Linked DNA regions of Sus scrofa: region 2 is linked to region 1. A link is a contact called in public promoter capture Hi-C data. All regions are on one chromosome and are shown on one strand. The core of a region is the stretch at or near the end of the contact, and the rest is flanking DNA. Distances in the headings are between cores, read along the strand shown.

Evidence for each region. Promoter capture Hi-C pulls out the DNA fragments that hold promoters and counts their contacts.
Region 2: a promoter capture Hi-C map of liver shows a contact between it and region 1, with 12 times the contacts expected there. The contact joins the promoter of PERP here to the promoter of CCDC28A in region 1. A contact is called at or near these places in 2 of 5 promoter capture datasets (fetal skeletal muscle and liver), 12 of 47 Hi-C or Micro-C datasets (alveolar macrophages, embryonic fibroblasts, epiblast stem cells and 9 more) and 1 of 2 datasets of contacts at active chromatin or transcription factors (skeletal muscle).

What each region holds. Positions count from the first base shown.
Region 1 is chr1:25,658,858-25,665,158 of Sscrofa11.1, reverse strand. CCDC28A (coiled-coil domain containing 28A) reads left to right here and starts at 1,882. Exons shown (of 6, transcript NM_001244669.1): 1 at 1,882-2,027; 2 at 4,179-4,378; 3 at 6,106-6,269. The coding sequence starts at 4,221. It overlaps NHSL1 (NHS-like protein 1), which reads right to left and starts at 1,605. Exons shown (of 7, transcript XM_021087407.1): 1 at 1,476-1,605.
Region 2 is chr1:26,297,020-26,303,699 of Sscrofa11.1, reverse strand. It overlaps PERP (PERP, TP53 apoptosis effector), which reads right to left and starts at 2,446. Exons shown (of 3, transcript NM_001244825.1): 1 at 2,055-2,446. The coding sequence starts at 2,268.

The DNA.
Region 1 (6,301 bases), core at 633-3,132:
AATAGATGAGATGACATCCATTTTTCATTTCTTCACTTTTTTGCTTTTCACTTTTATGGCTGCACCAGCAACATATGGAAGTTCCCAGACTAGGGGTCGAATTGGAGCTGCAGGTTCAGACCTATGCCACAGCCACCGCAATACCGGATCCAAGCTGTATCTGGGACCCATGCCACAGCTTGCAGCAATGTAGGATCCTTACCCCACTGATCGAGGCCAGGGATCGAGCCCATATCCTCAAAGAAACAACGCTGGGTCCTTAACCCACTGAGCTACAATGGGAACTCCTAATCTCTTCACTTTCAATTGTTAGCAACTAATTTGAAAAAAATTTAAATAGCATGTGAATCACCAGTTTGCAAGCTCTGCTTATCCAGATCAGACAATTCAGAGAAGAGTTAAGAGATACTGAGAAAAGATATTGAGAAGATTGCACCCAAGAGTATTGTTTGTAATGGTGAAAAATGGGAAACAACCTAAATATCCATCACTACGGGAATTCTCAAATAATGTGTGGTAAGCCTATTTGATTAGAATACTATATAGTTAAGACAAGTGAAGTCTAGCCATCTGTATCAGTGTGCATAGATCTCAAAAACATAGAACTGGGTGAGAAGGCAAGTTGTAGATCAATACACAAAACATAATAGCATAAAACTTCAAAAGTTCAAAGTTATTCTATATATAGTTTACAAATACTTAGTAATAATGAAAGTATACGAACCTAGATTAGCAAAATGCATTTCAAACATAAGACCAGAGTTGCCCCTCCGAAGGAGAGTGGCATTGAAAATAGGTGGCACCTACTTTATTCAAATAACCTATTTCTTTCATTTAAAGATATAAAATGACAAAATGTAACATCCGTTCATTCTGGACAGTGGGTGAGTGAATGTTTACTCTGTTTTTCTTTTTAAAACATTTCAGAATTTTAAAATATGGAAAGGGTGGCAGTAGAAGAACATATACTAGAAACCAAGGCAACTGCGTTCGTCTTTGCTCTGCCTCTTTGGCATTAATATAACCTCTAATACTGTTTCCTCATTAGCAAATGAGGAGAAAGTATGTGGTTCTCTCCAGTCTCTTCAATCTGTCAGTGAACCTAAAACTTTCCACCCGCAACCCGGATACAGGAAAGGCTAGCCAAACTAGGGAATGATACATGGATTCTCCCCCCGTTAGGAAAGTTCGATCTCTCTCAAACGTCAATTACTTCTCCAGAGGCGGTACGTGTAGTGAAGTGTCTTGGCGACAGAGAGACCTGGATTTATTAGCAGTTCTGACTTTCAGAGTCCTCACTTCTAAAACGGGTATTTCTCACACCCAGCTTATAGATTGTAGTGAGATAACTTCTTTCAAGGGCCTAAACGGTACCTATATAGCAGCAGTAAGAGAATTTCATTTAGGGGCTCTGCATCGGGATCGCTAAACAGAATCAGTTTTTCACGCTGGCTTCCAAGACAAAAGTAGGTTACCTTGCCAAATGCCGGCGATGTGTCAGAAACTCTCCGGGATAGTTGCTATGGCGACACTCTGGTTCCGCCTCCAAACTTGCTCGAACAGCATTCTGGGAGTTGTAGTGCGTGGACGCTGATACACACCGAGGGGATGGGGCAACTTCCGGAAAGGGTACTGCACTTCCGGTTTTTGCCTCCACCACCGCCCCTCACGCTCACTTCTTGTGGGCCACAGACCCCAAAATAAAAGCCAAGCTATGGGTTCTCCTTTCCAAGCTCGCCAAAGGTACAGCTGAAGGCGGGACATGGGAAGCAATGCGGTCCCAGGGGCGGAAACGAGAGCGGCATTGGCGGAACAGGAAAAGGCCAGGCTCGCGCCTAGGGCACGGAGGCTCCGCCTCCTAACGTCACTTCCGTAAACAAAGCTCACTGTGGAGGCGCGAGGTCCGGGATGTGACCCCAGCTCAAGCTGCGGCGGTAGCATTGGCGGCTGCAGCTGCGGCGGTGGCTTCGGAGGCCCCGGAGTCTTTGCAAGCTGAGGAAGAGGACCCCGATCCCCTTCTTCCTGAGGTATGAAGTGGAAGCACAGCCACTCCCTCAGTGTCCACCTGTAAGCCCCTTCCCCGATCCACTCTAGCCATTACTGAATTCTAGGGGGCGAAGGGTGGTTTCAGCTCCGCTCCTTGGGGGAGGGAAATAAGGTAATGTACAGAGGGATTCCTGGCGGTCCTGCCTGGGGGTTGTGAATTCCTGCCTCAAACTAATGTGTGAGTTAGACTACAAGCAGTTTATGAAGGCCTTCTCTGAAACGTTCCTTGTTGCTTGGTATGCAAGAAGGATTTCGGTGCTCTTGTGCTAGTAATGTTACCTTACCAAAAAAGAAAAAAAAAGGGGGGGGGGTTATTTTTAAGCACTGGCCCTTCAAAACATCTTAGTTTAGAATGGTTTATTTGCATTGCTTTACCTTCTGTTTTGTTTTTTTTTCTCTTTTTGTATCACCAACTGTGTATAAGCATCATTAAATTTAAAGACCAATGTGTTTATATCTATCATAAATTTATACAGATCCTTGCCTTTCTGCAGAATGGATATCCCATCTTCTCTATTTAGTTATTTTAACATTTATTTTGCATGCTGAAACAACTCCAAAATGTCTGTTCTGTTACTAAAAATGCTTCTAAAAGGAAAAATTGTTAGCCAGGATTTAAGCGGATTTACTTTTGTTATCTGAAATTATAGACTGGTCAATAGAGCCTTTCCTTTACAACCTTTGGTTCTTTGGAGGTATCCTAGCTCTAGTTTTGATTGTCTAGAGTTAGCCTAAGCCAGTGGTTTAAATAACAGTGCTAGTTGCACTGAGTCCAGGCAATGGCAGAAAAATCTGTTTTCATTAAAATTCTCAAGTAATTACTTTAGGAGTGACATCAATGAATTTGAGTCTTTTTTCAAGGGTCATAGCATGATTAAATTCAACACAACATACAATAAGAGGTCTAATGTACCTAAGGCACTTTATAGTCTGATAAGGTGAAGAGCCATATAAATTTCTCATCTTATGATACATGCAGAAATATAATTTAATATTTGTGCATAAATAAAAAAGAAATGTGGAAGGATATTGTTATTATTATTATTATTATTATTATTTTTTTTTTTTTTTTGCCTTTTCTAGGGCCGTTCCCACTGCATATGGAGGTTCCCAGGCTAGGGGTCTAATCAGAGCTGTAGCCAAAGGCCTACGCCAGAGCCACAGCAACGTGGGATCCGAGCCGAGTCTGCAACCTACACCACAGATCACAGCAACGCTGGATCCTTAACCCACTGAGCAAGGCCAGGGATGGAACCCACAACCTCATGGTTCCTAGTCAAATTCGTTAACCACTGAGCCACAATGGGAACTCCTGGAAGGATATTTTTAGATGGATGGCCGTAAGAGAAATAAAGCTGGTTAAATTAAGGGACAGTACTGGATAAATAGAAGCCTTTACAAATATCCGCCAAGAGTAACTTCATAGTGTAACTTTTTTGATGTTGGCAAAATAAAACACATATAATAAAGTTTCATGTTTCCTGGGAAAAGGGTGGAGAAAGTAAATTCAAAATAGTCATGGAGCATGTTTAACTTTACATACATAACTTCACTTGACCAAGGAACTAGAATCAGTATTATCTCTGGCCAGAAACTGTTTCTGCTTAGTAGTTGAAATAAGGTTTCTAGTCCCTAGTTAAAATGAAGATACACTGTCAGTTATGCACCTGTTTGAATCTAGTTGGTTTTTCAAAGAATACACATTAGAAGGGAGACCTAAAGGCCACCTAAAGCTTGAGTCAGGCTGGGTCTATCACGTGGATGGTTTGTTTAGTGTTTATTATGTGTTGTTCTCCTTCTATAATAATGTAGGTATTTTGAAGGCAGGGACTTTGTCTTGTTCAATACCATCGTCCCAATGCCCAGAATTGTTCCTGACATGTGGAAGAAAGTAAATATTTGTGGGATGAATGAATAAAGAAAATGGTGAAAAAAGTTTTTGTCTAACAGGCAGCTTTGCTTAGGGCTTCTGTGTATATAGTCCTATAGATTCAACTTAAGGGATCCTTATTCTAACTTCCTCTAATGACCTCTGAAATCTTGATCCTCTTTCAGTCCATGAAGTGGGCTTTCGAACCTCCTTCATTTTGGCATATTGCAACTATGTGTATGATTTTGCTGTCTTTCCTTAGGTCATAAGAAGCTGGCCTTGGTGCAATAAGGAACTTAAAACAATGGAGGAGCGCAAAGTGAAGAGGAGGAGTCCTAAGTCTTTTAGTGCCCACTCTACTCAGGTTGTTAATGCCAAAAAAAATGCCATTCCAGTTAGTAAAAGCACAGGGTTTTCAAATCCTGCATCCCAGTCAACTTCACAGCGACCAAAGTTAAAAAGGTGAATTCTTTTCTTTCACTTTATCTTAGCAAAATGCTACTAAAATGCATACTAAGTTCTTTAATTCCTCTAACATTTTTTTTTCTCTTGGCTTTACTTTTAAAACAATCAAGCCACATAGTATGTGGTTTAAAAAATTTTTTTGAGGAGTTCCCGACGTGGCGCAGTGGTTAACGAATCCGACTAGGAACCATGAGGTTGCGGGTTCGGTCCCTGCCCTTGCTCAGTGGGTTAAGGATCCGGCGTTGCCGTGAGCTGTGGTGTAGGTTGCAGACGCGGCTCGGATCCTGCGTTGCTGTGGCTCTGGCCTAGGCCGGTGGCTACGGCTCCGATTTGACCCCTAGCCTGGGAACCTCCATATGCCGCGGAAGCGGCCCAAGAAATAGCAACAACAACAACAACAAAAGACAAAAAAAAAAAAAATTTTTTTTGAAGATAACAATGTAAGAGATTAGAAAATGCAAAATGAATGATTGGTTTTAAGGCCCCTACTTTGTCTCATATTAAAATACCCAGAGAGGGAAAAAAAAAAGTTGGGGGAGTTTCCGTTGTGGCTCAGCAGAAATGAACCCGACTAGCATCCATGAGGATGCCGGTTTGATCCTTGGCCTCGCTCAGGGGGTTAAGAATCCGGCATTGCCTAGGAATGTGGTGTGGGTCACAGACAAGACTCAGATCTGGCATTGCTGTGGCTGTGGTGTAGGCCAGCAGCTGCAGCTCTGATTCAGTCCCTAGCCTGTAAACTTCATATGCTATAGCTGCAGCCCTTAAAAAAAAAAAAAAAAAACACACAGAGCAAGAAAACTTGTAGACAGAGTTGATGAGCTAGCCAAATATGGAAAAGAGATATAATAGTTGTTTTTTAAAAGCTGAGTGTTTGTGCTTTGGTAGTTTTATTTTTAAAAAGAGTGAATTCATTGTTTTAGTAGAAATTATTTGTATTTATTGTAACTATTTAAACACAGGAAGAGTTCAAAGAAGAAAGAAAAGAGCACTAAAATCCCACACCTAGAAGTAATCATTATTAATATTTGGTGAACATCATTTGTCTTAAGCTTTAAAGGAAACTGGGGGGCAAGTTTAAATGTGTTGTCTTACTGCTGCATGTATGTATTTTATAGTATTAGATATTTGAAAAGCAGGATAATATCTTTAGAGAAAAAGCATTTCATAATCTCAGTCCTCTAGATACTTATGATTAAATAAACTTCCAATTACAAGCTTATCATGAGAATCGGTTAAGGAAGATGCTGTAAGCATCTGTAGCCACGAGTTTACACAAAAAACAAGATTGCTGCCTTGATGACCTCACACTCTCTCTGAGAGACAAAAGGGACATAGCCAGAGACACTTGGAAAAGAACCTTCTAGTAAGGACTAGATGAAAAACACCACAAATTCTGAGGGTTTTTTTTGAATACATTATCAGATTGAAAAGGGGTTCTTTTGGTTTCTGGCTTGAGATTACTGGTTTTATTTAGTATTGATTTTATTCTAATAATCTTATTTTTAAGGGAAATTCCATTTAATTCACTAATTTTGCTTAATCTAGAACAGCCTGAAAAACTATAGTTCTCTCTTTTTAAAGTTTTTGGCTGTGCCTTTGTCATGCAGAAGTTCCCGGGGCCAGGGATCAAAGCTGGGCCATAGCAAGGATGGAAATCAGATCCTTAACCCACTGCACCACAGGAGAACTGCAGTTAATTTTTCACTGCATCCTTTTTACAGAGTGATGAAAGAAAAGGCCAAACCTCAGGGTGGAGAAGGCAAAGGCGCTCAGTCAACCCCGATCCAACACTCCTTTCTCACCGATGTCTCCGATGTCCAGGAGATGGAGAGGGGGCTCCTCAGCCTTTTGAATGACTTCCATTCTGGAAAACTCCAAGCGTTTGGTAATCCATAGATGTTTCTCTCTACTTTTTTT
Region 2 (6,680 bases), core at 1,197-3,696, 640 kb before region 1:
TCATGGCCATTTTCTTCTTCCCACGGTCACCTAATGACAGTGACTGCGAGGTTCACGATCTGACTCTAGGGCTTGAGCAAAAGCCATGTCTAGCACATAATTCGCACTTGATTATCTTTGTAAAGGTCACAGGAATAACTAAATTGCAATGCAAAGGCCACCACCCATTTATGAAAATCAGAAAGGTAGTCCTAGATTCCTGGAGATTTACCTGGCAAACCAAACTTTGGAAAAGACTAATTTCTATATCAAACTGAAACATCAACTATATGCTGGATCCGTGTTTTCTTTACAATTAAAAAAAAAGTTAAGGCTTTAGACTCCTGTCTAATTAAAAAATTAAACTGAGAAAAAAAAACCTGCCTACTCCCTTCTATATACAAAGCACTCTATCAGCCTGAGGTTGGAAGAGCCACACCCTTGGAAGGTGAGTTCATCCTGCACCTCAAGAAAAATAGAAACTGCATTGTGTGTGTTTCCCAAGAGGGCTGTGGTCACAGCCAGAGCCTTGCAGGCCAGATCATGTCCCAGCAAAAGTGCTGATGGAGGTTCTGCCTGCATCCCTCTCCCCTCCGGCAGGGCACTAACCTTCCTAATTCATATGCTGAGGATCGCTAAATAGTCTTTGAATCTATATTATATTAGTCTTTGCAGTGAGATATGATTATCAAAGTCTGTTTAAAACCACACTTATTTTAAGCAGGCCTATGAAGTCCCATACAAGATACTGAACTCCAATGCATTTTAACCTGAAGATAGAAACAGTATTTCAAAGGAATTCCCTTCAAAAACCTAAAAGCCTTGGGGTAACACAAACCCTGTCATGCATGATGTTTGGGTTTTAAGAGAGGGAAAACAGACTTTAAGTAAACTAGGAATCCCATTTACTCCTTATACTTTGCCTCCTTTGGGGGGAAAATTCCTTGTGCGAACTTCCAAATAATTCCACAGTGGATAAAATAAAGCACCAAGCCCCCGGTACTGGGCCCCACAAATAGAGTTTGGTTCGAAGCCCTGGGCCACTTCCGGGGGTGAGGGGCAAGTCAAAAGGTCCTAGCAGAGAAAGGAAGAAAGCAAGGTCCCCTTCTTTGTCGGTTCAACACTGTTAAACTCAGGTGGTAAGGCCCCATTCAGCAGTAGGGGGCTTCAAGCTTCCGATTACGGCTCTTCCTTAAACTACCCCCCGCCCCAACCCCACCCCCACCCCCACACGTCGCGAATCACTATGGACCCCCCAGCTGTTCTTCCCAACCCCCAGGGAGCAGGAGGTGGCCACAGACCAGAGCAAGCTCCTCTCCAGCCACTTCTACTAACAACTTAGGCACTGAGGCTTCCTCCACGCTGGAAAAATAACACTCTGCAACAGATCAAATTTATCAACTCTGCTTCATTTCGCTGGCGTAGAAGCTACGTTTGCTTTTTAGATTTTCAAATCAGATTACAATAAAGTTTTCTAAACAGCAAGGCCGGGTTTCAACCAAAAAGACACTCCCTAATGAGAACTACCCTGAGGCGTTAAACACTGCATAACTGCTGAAATTATCACTGCTAAAACTTTAACCGAAAAGGCTTTTTCAAAGGACGAGCAGCTTTCTCTTAGTTCAAGTTAAACGAATATTATAGCAATATTAGGGAAGGTACGCGTTTTGAATACTTAAATTTTAATGATGAAAAAAGAACCAGAGGAGGCTGAATGGGAAGAAATTTCAGTAGATCTCCAAGAAAAGTATACTTTGTTCATTACGTCTACTCAAACTCTTTTCAAATGGCTGAAATCTTTTTTTTTTTCCTCTGTACCCACAAATCCTACGAAAAAAACATAGTTTGAACAAGGGCTGTTTTCTTCCAGTGTCGAGCCTTGATCACTCAAGGCTTTATTTTGTTCGGGTCGGATGATGAACCTAAACTCTAAAGAGATTTCTGTCGAATCGGCCATGAACCCGACTCTGTTTAGTCCCTTCTCCTGGGGCGGCTTTCGCAGGCCGCGCACTCCTAAGGCGCTGGCGCTTCCCCAGCGGCAGCCAGGAGGACTTCCCGGAGGCGGCGGCACTCACCGTAATCCATGAGACTCTGGCAGCCTTCCTCGTAGGACCCGCTGCCGCCGCCCTCCTGAGAACACTTCCACCACAGCGAGGACGTCTGGACATGGTCGCTTGACTGCAGCCAGCCGCGGCCGGCCAGCGCGATAATGTCGAAGGCAATGGCGCTGAGCAGCAGCAGGGGCAGGATCCACCTGCAGCGCTCGCAGGCCAGGCCGCAGCGCAGCATCTCGACGGTGGTGGCGCGGAGGAGAGGAACGCGCGTGGCTCGGATGCAGGCAGAGAGTGGCCCCGGAGCGCGGGGAGCGCGACAAAAGGGAAGAAGCCGCGGGGAGGCGGCTCCGGGAGGACGCGACTCCCGGCTGGCCGCGGGGGCGCGGCGCCGGCCCCACCTAGATTCCGGTGACTCAGAGCGCGCCGCCCCGACCTGCCCGGCCGGCCCAGGCGCGCGCGGGGGAGGCGGGGCCGGGCTCGGGTTACACCGGGTGGGTGAGTTAACCCTGCCCTGGAGCTGCGGGGAGCTAAGGCCAGCGGCCGCACAGCCTCGTTTTCCCCTTACTTGTGTCCTTTTCCCACCCAACGCTTTTCTTCTCAGCGCTTCAACGTGTACACATTTTAATCTGAGCCATATCAGCTAAACACTTAATCCCAAAAGTGGAATCATGGTCTGATTTTCAACTGTACTGTATTTAAGTTTCGAGCCCTTTGAGATGGGTATTCAAATTGCACCTGGGTCATTGCCGCACTCCTTTTGGATGCGTGTACCGAACCCGGGAGCGGGTCCCTGACCCTCCCCGGCAGAGGTGGGCACTTCCTGCTGGGCTCCACCTTTGTACCTTGTACCTTGGCTGCTTCAGACTCGTAACTGTTTACATCCCCGCCTTCCCTACTGTGTTGCCAGCCCTTTGACAGAAAGACCATGTTTTATTTATCAGCATATTCCTGCTGCCTAGCACCGTGTCTGGGTCTTAAGGAGGACGCAATAAGCACTTTATGCGTGAACACGCTGAAATTAACAAACGGTCATTTTGATCTTGGAAGTGCTTCTTCCCCAGATAAATTCACGTCCTGTCTGCGGCAGTCCCTACCACAGATCTCTACCTATTTAAGCCCACTTCATCTGCCTTTTTCATTTACTACTTTGAGGTTTCTCCAAATAAAAACCATATGTTAGCATGCAGCCCGCACCTAAAGTCCCGCTTGCAGTGTCCTGGCCCTGCTGTTGTCACTGCCATGAATCCTCAGGTGTGGCAGGGTGGGTGGGGTGGCAGCCGGGAGTGGCACTGAGGAAGAAACAAGTTCTCAGTGTCTGCACCACGGCCTTGGGAGAATCATAAAGAACATTCAGTGAGGGTCATATCTTACCTTGTACCTCCAAGGATTTACTCTGAATCACTCACTTTTTCTTTCTTTTTTTTTTATTGCAGATTTAAAATATTAGTTTTAGTGATTCAATACTTTTATAGCTGTTACTCCATTAAAAGTTATTATAAAACATTGGCAATATTCCCTGTGCTGTGCAATGTATGTAGCTTATTTATTTGACACATAGAAGTTTGTGCCTCTTAACTCCTTGCAGGGAGTATGTATCCCTGTCTTGCCCCTCCCTGCTTCCCTCTCCTTAGTGGTAGGTAACCCCTAGTTTGTTCTCTATGTCAGTGAGTCTGTTTCTGTTTTGTTATATTTATTTATTTATTTATGTTAATTTCACATATGTTATAGTATATAATATTTCTCTGCCTTATTTTGCTAAGCATGATAACCTGCAAGTTCATCCAAGTTGTTACAAATGGCAAAATCCATTGCCATTGGTATATATATTGTGTGATATATAGATACATATATATATCGATATATATATATATATCGCATCTTCTTTATCCATTCGTCTATTGTTTCCACATCTTGACTATTGTTAATTATGCTGCTATGAATATTGGGTGCATGTTTCTTTTCAAATTATGTTTTCATTTTCCTTGGATATAGTCCTAGGAGTGGAATTGCTGGATCATATGATAGTTCTATCTTAAGTTTTTTGAAAGGAACATCCAAACCGTTTTCTATAGTGGCTACACCAATCTACATTCTCACCAACAGTGTAGGAAGGTTCCCTTTTCTCCACATCCTTGCCAACATTTGTTATTTGTGGTCTTTTTGATGATAGCCCTTCTGACAGGTATGAGGAAATATTTCTTTGTGGGTTTGATTTGTGTTTCTCAAATGTATCTCTTCCTTTTCCCGTTAATTTAATAGGAAAGACGTGGGAGGAATTCCCTTCATGGCTCAATGATAAACAAACCCGACTGGGAACCATGAGGATGCCATTCAATCCCTGGCCTGCTCAGTGGGTTAAGGATCTGTCGTTGCTGTGGCTGTGGTGTAGGCCAGCAGCTACAGCTCAGATTTGACCCCTAGCCTGGGAACTTCCACATGCAGCGGGTGCGGCCTTAAAAAAAAAAAAGGAAAGAAGTGGGAAATACTTAGCAGTGTTTAAAATTTAGTCCCCTGTATTTCAGTTTGGTATTCTTAACAGAAACAGAATACTATTTTGGGTCTGAAGCCACTAGAAGTAATTTCCCCAGCTTTCATTTTACATAAACCAAATTTGCATATTTCTATTAAGGGCAAATATTTTCACTTTCAAAATAGCACAAGAGAGTAGTCTGCTGAGAGTTAACTGCACATGGTGTAGACTGTGTAAAGAAAATACTCTCGAGGTTTTCAAAAGTAGTGAAAAATATTTAATTAGCTGTATAATATTTGAGAGGAAAAATCAAATTCTTACAAATTAAAGTGCTGATCTTGGGCAAAACGGTTTCAGACAAATTGAGAGTTTCAGGGGTGTCACTATCTCTGAATAATTTAGGAGTAGATATAACTTCTTTCTCTTGTTTCAGTAGAGTTGAGGAAGAGAGCTCATTAATGCTGAAGTAAAAGCAAAGAAAGTAGCTCTTCAGAATTTCTGGAAGAGACCCAAACCAACCTTGGCTGAGTTCCTCGCACATGATTCCCCACCAATGGAACCAGATAGCTCTGCTTCACATCTTTCACACTGGCCGGGTGACCTTGGGCCCCTTAACTTCTTTATGCCTCACTTTCCTCATCTATAAAATGGATAGTGCTCGCCCCACTATGTTGTAATGAGTATTAAGGGCTAATGCACGTAAAATGCTCAGGATAATGCCTGCAGAGATAAAGCCACAAAAAAAGCGTCATCGAGGATGAGGAAGGTTTTCACATACGTTTTCCACTTTAATAAGATTGAAAGTGGGACTTTTCCTGTTCATGAGGAGTAAATTCTACGAATATTAAACATAAATCATGAAATTATCTTTGACAATGCATTCATTCTAGCCTTGCAGATGAAATGATGGATTATATGGATAGTAGATGGTTAAATAGTTCCCCCTACTGGATAACAGATGGATTGCAGAACATGCACCAAAATAAATTGTACCTGAAAAAAAGTTTTTATTTTTATAAATTTGGGGGGTTTAGGGTTATAAAAGCAACGACTATGACAGACAAAAATATATAAATGTATCATTTTAAAATAAGTTTTATGGAGTTCCCACTTGGTGCATGGGTTAATGATCTTGTCTCCGTGGAGGTGCTGGTTAGAAGCCCAGACTGGTGCAGTGGGTTAAAGATCTGGCATTGCCGCAGCTGTGGGGTAGGTCGCAACTCTGGCTCAGATCTAGTACCTGACCTGGGAACTTCAGATGTAGTGGTTGCAGCTGAAAAAGGAAAAAATAAAATAAAATTTAAAAGTAAATAAAGTAAAAAGTTTTACTTGGTTTATCCTCCTGTCCAAGAAAAGTCATAGTAATGATAATAGTAACAGCTAACTCCCATATGCTGGCAGTTTGCTATGTGCCAGTAAGTGTTCTCCATCTGCCTTATGAGTGTACCCTATCACCTTCATGCCCATGAGAACACTGGGGCACAGAGAAGTTAGATAGCTTTTCAGGACCGCCTCCCCCTGAGTGCACACTCCACCCTAAGCAGTTTGACACCAGAGACAGTTATGCTTACCATAGCCACTCATGAGCGTTTGGGAGATATTCCTCCAGAAGTTTCCTTCTTTCTCTGCTTTCTCTGTGCTCACAAACACCCAAGCCATTGCCAGTTCTCTTGCAAGCTGTAATGAAATGACCTCCAAGTAAGCTGCCATGTTCTCACTAATAAACTGAACTGACAGCAGCACATGAAAAGGGGTGATACAAAATCAAGTAGTCTGAGTTCTCACTGTTGCCAACTCTGTATTCCCCCCTGCTTTTTTTGTTGTTGTTGTTTTTGGTTTTTTTGCTCTTTAGGGCCCCACTCATTGCACATTGAGGTTCATTGAATAGGAGCTGTAGCCACCGGCCTATGCCACAGCTGCAGATCTTAGCCAGGTCTGCGACCTACACCACAGCTCATGGCAATGCCAGATCCTTTAGCCCATCGAGGCCAAGGATTGAACCTGGGTCCTCATGGATACTAGGCAGATTCGTTTCTGCTGAGCCACAACAGGAATTCCTCCCCTCTAATCTTTATCCAATCTCTTCTCCCTGCTTTTGCAAACTTAATTATCTCTACTCTCTCACCCCCTTGTCCTTCCTCAGTGGACCACAATCCTCTCTTCTACTCAGTGATGTG